Linked DNA regions of Mus musculus: region 1 is linked to region 2. The links are chromatin contacts, called in public HiChIP or PLAC-seq maps. All regions are on one chromosome and are shown on one strand. The core of a region is the stretch at or near the end of the contact, and the rest is flanking DNA. Distances in the headings are between cores, read along the strand shown.

What was found. HiChIP or PLAC-seq counts read pairs in DNA pulled down with a chosen protein or histone mark.
Region 1: an HNF4G HiChIP or PLAC-seq map of pancreatic cancer cells shows a contact between it and region 2. The contact joins two enhancer-like sites. A contact is called at or near these places in 2 of 39 promoter capture datasets (cranial neural crest and hematopoietic stem and progenitor cells), 1 of 115 datasets of contacts at active chromatin or transcription factors (pancreatic cancer cells) and 1 of 9 other capture datasets (liver).

The regions. Positions count from the first base shown.
Region 1 is chr19:47,696,826-47,701,895 of GRCm38.p6, forward strand. No RefSeq gene overlaps it. Among named protein-coding and RNA genes, the nearest start is that of Col17a1, 7.3 kb to the left of the region's middle. Within about 2 kb of position 3,111, at least 60 of the 459 cell types and tissues checked have an H3K27ac peak or open chromatin away from gene starts, as enhancers often do. A contact at or near this core is called in pancreatic cancer cells, where this site is marked.
Region 2 is chr19:47,218,254-47,223,595 of GRCm38.p6, forward strand. The region is part of intron 1 of Neurl1a (neuralized E3 ubiquitin protein ligase 1A); the gene reads left to right. Among named protein-coding and RNA genes, the nearest start is that of Gm36693, 19 kb to the left of the region's middle. Within about 2 kb of position 1,593, at least 85 of the 459 cell types and tissues checked have an H3K27ac peak or open chromatin away from gene starts, as enhancers often do. A contact at or near this core is called in pancreatic cancer cells, where this site is marked.

The DNA.
Region 1 (5,070 bases), core at 1,861-4,360, 480 kb after region 2:
GAGTCACATGACAGGAGGGAGGAGAAAACTGACTTCTTCGCATGTTGTCTGCGACGTCTGTGTGCCCACACTCTTGCGCACAAAACACACACACACACACACACACACACACACACACACACACACACACGTACACCTACGCATGCACGCACAAACAGATAAATAGATTAAATAATGGAATTTTTAAAAACGTGGAGAGCAATTAAGGTAGGTAGCCTGTGTCGACTTCTGCCCATGTATGACCTCATGCATGTGCACGCCAGGCACATAGGCACACACACATGAACATAATTAATTAAAAAGGAGCTCACTATGGGAGGCAGTAGCAGTGAGGCTGGACAGATAGACAGCAGTACTTAGTGATGGCTTCTGGGCTACAGAAGACACCAGCCGCTGGGGGAATGCTGGGATTTTTCCAAACCGATAGAGACCGCCCGCCAACCACAGCTATTTCCTTTCCCTGCCAAGTTACTTCCTTCAAGCCTCCCCGTGTTGGCGCTTACCTTCCAGGGGCATGAAAACAATAACGAGATTATTACGTCTGCTTCCAGTCTTCTTTTGTTCACTCCCTATCACAGCGAGCATGAGAGACTTAAAAATGGCCCAGTTTTCTGCCTCGAAGAACTTCAGAACTAAGCAATAGAATAATATTAGACCATGTCAGGTGTAGGTGACACTTCTAAGCGGTTGGAAACCACCATGTGCTATTTCTGACACATACCCTGCAAATGCTCCGACATTTATTTCTAATTATTTAACATTCATGCTCTTTGAACGCAAGAGCTTAGTATACTCAAGAAAAATGTGTGGGCCTTAGCAGTTGCCTGCTTTTGCTATGGCCAGAGCCTGGCCCACGAAGGTCATTGTTAGAAACTTAATCTCAGAGCGGTGTTGAGAGGTGAAGACCCTTCAGAGATGATTCGGCCACAGGGAATCCACCCTCATGATCGGATCGGTGCCATCTTTGGTTAGCAAGTTCCACCCAGGAGTAAGCTCGGCCTCTCTCTTTTCCTCCTGCCCATGTGATGTGCTCTGTCATGTAAGGAGACTCTCACCAGGGTCTGCTCCCCCAACCTTGGACTTCCAGAGAGACAAATCCTTTTCTTTACAAATTACCCAGTTTCTGGTATTCTGCTATAGACGCACAAAAAACAGATCTTGAAGACTCATTTTATGATCTGATAAATGATTCTTTCATTATTCGAGGAAGAAAGAAGACGCTTGGGCCTGCCAGGACTAGGAGCTGTTGGTGGCCTTGAGCTCAGCAGAGTGCTTCTGCCCACCCTGGGGGAGTTAAGCCTCCAGGGCAGGCAACTCCTCCTCATGTTGTTTGCTCAAAAATGTCACAGGAGCCTGTCAGCTTGGAAAGCTCAGGACAGGGAAAGATGTGCTCTCAGAACCGGGGAGTTATCTCACGAAAGTTGTTTGAAATGTGTCTTCTGCTTGGTCCCTACTGGGGAACAAGAACTGAAAACAGTTCAACGGGACAGCAGGAAGCTGCGTGACAGCTGGAATAATTACCAGAGCTTCATGCTTTTAGGCCAAAAAACTGCAAAGCCTGAGTCAGGCGGCGACCATTCCCTGGTGCTGCAGGCCATGATTCAGGAGCTGGGCCTGCCCTTCGAAGACATGTTCACACAAAGACTCTCTTCATTAACACGAAGGCCGCACCCTATTATCTATCCTGTGGTTGGCAGTGTATTCCCCACGGGTATGTCTCCAGTGCATAGACTCAGGCTGAGATTCAGGTCTCAGAGTCAGACACACCCATCAACTCAACATGCTACCGGTTAGCAACCCTCATCTAGAAGTCCCTGACCTAATTACACCAGTGGTCTCTGACTTGGGGGACCCTGGTGCTTCCGTGGGCAGCGGTGAGGTGGGTGAGGTGCCACTCGGTTGTTGACATTTAGGAAAAGCCAACCTCTCGGATGTTAAGGGAGTTTGCTTATGTGGTTGGTTTTGTTGTTGGGGACTGGGCCCAGTGTTTACCTGTTCTACCACTGAGCTACGACCTTAGGCCCTGGGGATTTTAGCAAATGCTTGTCACTGTGCAACTAACGGGCCACAGCATTTAAGATGCACAGAATTAATTTCCTGACACCCACAAATTCACCTCTGTTCCACTTTAGTTTGTTGCTCTCTCCAGCCTCTGACGGATAAGGATCTGGTTCAAGTCTCTGGCTTTGCCTTTTTCAGAATGCTATTTACATGGACTAAACAGTATAATAGCCTTTCTGTCAATATCTGAGGTCCATCCATGTTCTAGTATGTGTCGCTAGGCTGACTTTGCTATGGAGTAATTTCCTATTGTTTGACATATATTTATTTGGTGGGGGGTGGGGGGGGGGAGTTGAGGCAGGGTTTCTTGTCTAGCCCTGGCTATCCTGGAACTCACACTGTAGACAGGCTGGCCTTGACCTTAGAAATCTGCCTGCCTCTGCCTCTAAAGTGTTTGGGATTAAAGGCATGTGCCACCACTGCCTGGTATTGGTATATATTTTTAATACATGTTCTTATACTGATGGACACTGGATTGTATCAGTTATCTTGGATAAGTACCTTGAAGTGTAAGGATGGGCCAGGTAAATATGTATTTATCTTCATACGACAACAGAATTTTGTACTGTACTATTGGGATTCAGAAAACGACACCTCAAATTGTGGTACTTTGATGTTTTCACATGCTGAACCAGAAAAGAAAAAAAATCTTAGACTCAAGGTTTTTGACCTCTAGCTCCCCTCTCCGATTAGGGACAGCCTTGGTGTGGAAAGTGATATTTCATCATGTATTACGCCCTCCAGATTGAACTAAAAGGACACATTTGCTTTCTGTTTCCACCTTCAGGTTCCACTTTATATTATAGAAAAAGAGGCTAAGAACTGCAACCATACACACAGTGCCTGTCCCCCAGGCTCATTCAGATTCCAAGGACAATGATTTTACAAGCTAATTTCTGTCCCAGGGTCCATTTTCTCTCTTGACCATTATTTCCTGTCCTTCTGAATTGCCTATATCCCCACATGTCCTTTTCCCCTGTGACGAGATCATTACACATGGGACTCTGACTGGCTTCGTGTGTAATCACACTGCGGTGATTCACTCCTCTGCAAGTTACAACATCTGTGTATCTTTTCTCCCGTTGATTTATTGGCGTGCTGTTCCAGCAAACCTTCAGAGGGCAAAACAAATGTTTTCCTTTTCTCCCCACAGTCTGCTTTCTCTCCCTAAGAGCGATGTGAAGGAATTCTAAGTGTCCCACATCCTCGTCAGCTCTTGGAATTATCTGTTTGATTTTATCCATTCCGGTCACCGTGCCGTGGCATTTTGTTATCATTTTAATGTATAGTTCTGCAGTGAGTCGACGTGGATCATCTTTCCATAGGATGATTTGCTATTCACCTATGTTTTCTGGTGAGGTCTTTGCAAGGGTTTGTTTGTTTGTTTTTTGAGACAGGGTTTCTCTGTGTGGTTCTGGCTGTCCTGGAACTCACTCTGAGGCCAAGCTGGCCTTAACTCTGAGATTAAAGGTGTGTGCCACCACCACTCAGCGAGCCAGAGATTGTGTCTATTTAGAAACTGGATTGTTTTAGTGTTGTTGAAATTTTATACTCCTTTATACATTCTGCATATACGTTCCTTACTGGATATCTAGTAATATTTGCTGTCTATGCTTGCTGTTTTCCTAACAAGGTCTCCTGAAAACATGGTCTCATTTCTTTTTTTTTTTCTTTCTTTTTTTTTTTTTTTTTGCTATTATGAATCCTACCATTGTCATGGTGTATAAGAAATCTTTGCTTAATTAACAAAGTTGACAAGATTTTTTTGGATATATTTCCTTATAGAAGTGTTATCATTTTTGTCTTCAAAGAACCCGAGTCAGCATTCTTTGTCTTATCTCGTTACTTTTCTCAGACCAGGCCTTGATGGATGCTTGTGCTAAGCTTTCCGTCGCTGGGACAGAATGCAGGAAAACAACTTAAGTGAGAAGCTGTTGTCTTGACTTTACCCATGGCAGCCGCCCTGGTGGATCCGGTTTGCGGTGAGACCATACCTCACCATGGCTGGGGCGATAGTAGGACAAAAGTTGAAATCATGGCAGCCCAGAAGCGCATGCGCACACACACAGACTGTGCCTTCGCTAGTGAACTCTCTCCTTTCCTTCCTTTGAGCTCATCGTGGGATAATGCCATTCATCTTCAGGGCGGGGCTTCTCACCATGGTTAATCCTCTTTGGAAATGCCCCCATCCAGAGATATGGTTTCTGATCTCCTAAGCCTCTCAATCCAAGCCAGTCAAAGATCAAACTTAACCATCCAAGTTTAGCCCTTGTAAACTTAATACCTAATTACATCCCCTTAAATTGTAACATCTCGCCCCTGGACCTCAAAAGGCTCCCGTTAATCTTGTAATGCAAAATTCATTCAGTCTATCTCGAAGAGCCCTCGCTGGCTTAACAATTCCAACATCGCTCAGACTCTCCTCTGAGACACAAAGCAAACATTTCCCATGAGTTCTTGTAAGCTTCAAAAAGAAATACAAATACCTGTACTGCATACAGTGGCACAGAGTAAACATGTCTATTCCAGAGAAGGGAATGGAAGACAAAGAAGAAAAGTATCAGACCAAAGCAAAACCAAAACCCTGCATGGAAAAAAAAAATCAAATCCTGTGGCAGCATGTCCAGCACCCATGGCCCATGGTATTGTGACGAGGGCTTTGATGGGCTTGGGACTTCCTGCCCTAAGTCCCACCCCTACGGCTTTGCTGGCTGTAGGCCACTCGCTTGTGGCAGACAATCCCTTCTACATTCTACATTTGGCTTCTATTTGATGAACCTAATCTCTTTGACAGCCACACTCTCTCCTTGGCCTCAACTTCACACATCTCCCCCTCCAAACCTTTTTTCTCTTCTTAGTGCTAATATTTCCCACTGTAAAGTTGGGTAAATAAATACCCAGGCCACAGCCAGAATGCCAAGCTGCCTCAAAATTCCTTCCACCAGTTTAATTAGTCCAACACCTTTAAATCCAACCTCCCACAGAGTGTCAGAGTACAGATAAAATGGA
Region 2 (5,342 bases), core at 343-2,842:
GGGGTGGAAATAGGGGCAGGGACAGGGGTCTGGGCTGAGAAAAGAGGACCTTGAGTTTAAGGCCATCCTGGACTACATAATGGGTTCAGCGCCAGCTTGGGCAACATACTGAGAGCCTGTCTCCCAAAACCAAAGACTAGGAATGTGGGTCAGTAGAGTCTAACACATGCCAGGCCCTGAGTTCAACCCCCAACCCCACAGAAACAGATTTCCAAACTACCCCTGCTTGGGCTCTTTCTCAGAAACTGTTCATCAGTCTGGATAGGGTATGAATATCAGTCACTCTGTAATTTCCAAAGGTGATACTGATGGGGAGGCAGGCTTGAGCATCAGTGCCATCTTTCTTGGTCCAGGACAGATGTTGAGAGTCAGCCACAATGTCCTTGATAGTATTGCTGGAAAAAATGTGGCTTAAACAACTCACCAAGCCTCTTAAAACCTCACTTTCTTCGTCTGTCCAATGGGACTAGCCTCCTATAGTTTCTGTGAAGGCTGAGCCCTTGGGAGCTGACAGACTTTGTGCCCATTGACACCTGAGGGTCATCTGCTTAGCCCCCAGTCAACTTGCCTCCTGCCAGGAATAGCCAGGAGAGAGATTTTTATTGAGCTCAGCTTCCTATCATTAAATGAGAAAAAGAAGGGGAGAAAAAGAGGGACTGGGAAGCCACAGGCAACCACAGTGGGCTTTTTTTTTTCTTCTCAGATGTGGGCTTGAACAAGCTGCTATAAATGGTTCCTGCAGAGGGGCTGGAGGTGCTCTTCCCACTGCCGCTTTAATCAGGAGAACCTGGGAAAGGTGGTAGGTGCAAGGCTCTTCCCTGGAGTCCTGCAGTGGGTGGAGGGGGCTGGCACACATGCCTCTGCCGCCTGCAGGAAAGATGGTCGGACTGGGCTGTGTGTTCAGCTTCCTCAGTGTGCAGGACACACTGGGTGCTTAGCTTCTTGGCTATTTCTTAGTGAGGCCCAGGCTGGGCTGCCAACATGTCAAGAGAACCCCTTGGGCTATGAGATAATAGGCCAGTTGATCTATCACTTTTGGGTCCTACTGGGCCCAAAGGGGCCACAGTGGGTATGGAGACAGGGAGGGTAGCCTCCAGGAAGCTGGAGAGGAGAGAGATGAGTCAGTGCCAGGACTGTACACCACCAATCACAGCTTCACCTCTCTTCTGCTCTTGGTTTTCTTCTCGCTTGTATAAAATACTCTTGGCAGAACCATGAGTACCAACCACCATGTTAGAGACTGAGCAGCCATGTTGCTCCAAGAATGGGAAAGTCCCTGCTGGGCTAGCCTGTCTTGGATGGGCAGGGCTCATGGCTCACGTTCGTGAAATACTTTGGTGGGAGGGTGGATATCCTGGGAATGAAGCCAGATCCATGGGTTGGGGTCAGTTTAGAGAGTTCTGAATGCTTCCCAGAGGGAACCAAGCTTCTCCCGAGGTGCTCAGAAACCACCAGAAGCTCTGATAGACAGAAAGGCCAACCTGTCAACCCTACGAAGGCAGCAAAAGTGCCAGTAAGTGTTCCGGTCAGGATGATGTGGAGGGAGCTCTGGGTGGAGTTCAAGGATGGGAGGAGTTGACTTGTAGCTCTTTAGAGCTGAGTCATTATTCTGAGGCCACACAGCAGAGGCAAGTGCTTGGGTGATGATGTCAGCTGATGTGTATCTTTGGGGGTGGTGGTGGTGGGGAGACAAGGTTTCTTTGTATAGCCCTGGCTGTTCTGGGACTCTCTTGTGGTTCCGACTGGCTTCAAACCCAAAGATCTGCCTGTCTCTGCCTCCTGAGTGCTGGGATTAAAGGCTGTGCCATCATGCCTGGCTCAGAGTTCTGTCTTAATCTTAGTGTAGCTGCTTCGTACCTGTGTAACCTGCACCTTCCGTGTCCCCAAGCCCTCAGTGTCCTCACTGAGGATGCTACGTTCCCAGTAATGGCCTCTCCTTCTGGGGTCCAGGGCAGGTATTTAAAGATGACAGTGGCAGATGTAATTTTCTTAGTTTATGTATTGGTTGTCTTATTGCTGTGACAGAAGGTAACCTAAGGAGGGAACAGTTTATTCCGGTTTATAATTCTAAATTGTAACTGTTGCAAGGGTTGCTGTCTCTCAGGCCAGTGAAGTGAGGTGAGAGGAGCAAAGGGGTAGTTGGATTTGTATCAACACATTGCATCACATTATATCCACATTGCATCACATTGTATCCACATTGTATCACATTGTATCACATTGTATCCACAGTCAGGACACAGAGACAAATGTGCTCAGCTTGCTTTCTGAGTTTTAACAAATCTGAGACCCCAGCCTGTGGAGTGGTACCGCCCTATTTGGAATGGGTCTTCTCACCACCACAACTAATCTAATCTGGAAAATCTCTCATAAACAGGCCCAAAGATTTGTTTCTACGGGGACTCTAAATCCTGTTAAGTTGACAACAAAAGTTAGCCACCAGGGGTATTCACTTATCTTGATTCCTGTTTTATTTTTATTTGAGGGCAGGTACTAGGGGGCATAGGAGCCCTTCAGGAGAGCCTCCACGGGATGGGGAGGGGGAAGGCCAAAGTGTCTGGGCAGATGGACATGAGTTCAAAGCCGAGTCTCTGCTGTTTCTCATTCTGTGCCTGTGATTCCTCATTGGTAAGATGGGGACATGGTAGGGCCTTTATGTAGTGTTATGACGGAGGCTCATCTAGACCACACTTCCTGGGCCTTCCAGGCTGTTCTGGGCTCGCTGTATTGGGGCCTCATCTCTTCTTCCTGTTGCTCTGGCAGGTAGGCATTTTCCTTCCCAGCCCATTTTTTAGAAGAAAGAATAGATACCTGAGGTTTGATACTAGGTAGTCAGAAATGCTCAGGAGCCCAGTCTCAGCACCTCCTCTCCTCTGAGTCATTCCCCAACCCCCCCACCACAGACTCCTCAGTGTGTTGCAGCAACTATTGGAGTCACTAGACTGCTGGTATTTAACTGTCAGTGGCTTTCCTGGGAGTGTATAATCCTAGAGTCATCCAGCTCTTGTTGGTCCTGGGCCATCACGATGTTGTACTTGCTGATGCCCATTGTCTGAGGGAGAGAGTTGGAGAAAGAGATGATGCAGGATACAGGAGCAAGTCGGGGGCGGTGGGGGGGGGGAGGCGCTGGCTCAGCTGGCTCTGAGCTCTGCTGCAAATGAGACCATGGAGGGACAAGAAGGACAGAGCCAGAGGTGCAGGCAGCTTGAAGAAAGGCACACAGCTACAGGAGCCCCAGGGGGTATCCTCAGATTTGTGTGTATGCGTGTATATAGAGCTTGTGACTGTATGGGGAGAGGGATGGGGAAGGGTCCTCCCTGCAAAGGAGGTCTTTATCCTCCCAGCATCAGCTGCCAGTTTTGCTTATAATCCAGCAGGCCAGCAGGGATCAGTCAGGTGCAGGTCCCGCACGAGGTTTTTTTCTGGCACATATGTCCTGTCTCCTGTATCACTCTGGTGTCCTCCCGCTCTCCCCCACCCACCATGAAAGTCTCATTGTCTTCCATTCCTTACCTTAACCAGAAAGGTTATGGTGTATCCAGATCTTATGGACTCCAACTGATGATTTATCATTTGTGACAAGAGACAAGGGCTGCCTTCCAGTTTTAAAATTCACTCCACTCTGACCAGACCCAGAGCACCGACCAGGTGACAAGGGACAATGCTTAATCTCCTTTCTTAGCTGAACTGGCTGCTAGCCAGCCCTCTGACATGGCATTTGCATTTATAGCAGGTGTGTAAAAGCACACATGCAAAGCGTAGAGCCTTGCCTGGTGAGGCATGTGTAGAGCTGAGTACATGTTGGTGACAGGAGATGGTGCTTCCTGAAGCTGGTTCCCCATCTCTCCCTGGAGGAACATGGTCTGTATTCATACCCGGCATCCCAGGTCACTCCTTTCCCTGGGTGGGGTAGATCCTTAAGCTCCCCCTGCATTCCTGACAGTGGTCAGGCATCTTGCCTTGCAGACATTGTGTCTCTTGCTTCTCATGAGCACTACCGCCCTGTCTTGTCCCTATTATAGGAGTGACCACAGAACCTCAGAGACGGTCGGTGCTTCGCCCTGTCACATGATGGCAGAGCCAACTTGTATGGCCCCTAGGCTGGAGCTCCCAATCTCCACATGGTAGGGGTGGGTCCATCCATCCGCCATTCCTGGACAGTCACAAAGATGGGGGTTCAGTGCCTGTGGCTTCCAGCTGACATGTGCTTTCCTGGGAACAGGGATCCGGGTACCTCCATGTTCGGGTCTTTTCTGCTTGGAATGAATGGTGAACCCTCTGTTTCATCCAGGGCAGCTGGGGAGTGTGAGCAGGTGTGTTTGTGTCTAGGAGGGTCTCAGAGGGTGCTGCTGGCAGTGAGCCTGAGGCTGGTGGGAGCTGGGAAGGGCACCCAACACCAGGTTGTTTGCTCAGATTCTCTTTCAGTCTCCACCCCCGCACTGCACCTGTTGTGTTCCCATCATCCTGGCTGGGCAGCTGGCAGCTGTCACTGCTCAGGGCACCTGTCCCAGAGGACACCCTCTGGTCTCCATGGCTCTGGTTTCTCTGCACTATGCAGCTCTTTTAGTCTGTGCCCCTGCTTCATCTCCGTCATTCTCTTTCAGACTCCAGCTAGTGACCTGTGTTTTTCTTGGGTCCAGATATAGCTGGAGTTTGGGGGCGGTCTTCCGGGCTCCTCATTCTCCAGGCCCAGCCTAATCGGTCAGGGTAGGGAGGATGGTCCTGGCAGGTCGGCATTAAGCCCTAAATACCAGATGACTCATCACCTCAATCAAATTATCCTTTGTTCTTGACGGAAAACAAACCAAAACAAAACCTCAAACACGATAGATAACATAAGGAGCTGCCTTCCATCTCCTCCCCACCGCCTCTCTCTGACTTCTCCACATGCCAGCCATTTCCCCAGTCTCATGAATGAGAACGTATTTACCCTTCCTTCAGCCAGTTTAGGCTGTTACCTGAACACTGGGTTTGCCTATAGGCTACTCTGAGTCTAGTCACAGAAGACATCAGCCCTGAGTCCAAGTTCTCACCCAGCAATGCCTTGGGAAAGCCCACGCTCTGCTGGGCCTTGCTTGCTGCTCCTGTGAGGTGGACTCAGGACTCCTCTGCCTGCCTCAGGACAGGGCTGGGCCCACCGTTCTCTGGAGGCACTTTCCCCTCAGCCTGAGCTGCTGCCTGGGAATTGGTCGTTTTCACTGCAGTGTTTCCAAGGGCTCTGCCTTTGACTTTCAGCTCTGAGAAGGCGGATTTAGACAGAAGGGGAGATGCCAGGCCGTGGGAAGCGTGGATGAGAGAGGATGAGGTGAAGAAAGAGTTGATCTGGGCACCGCACCATGAGA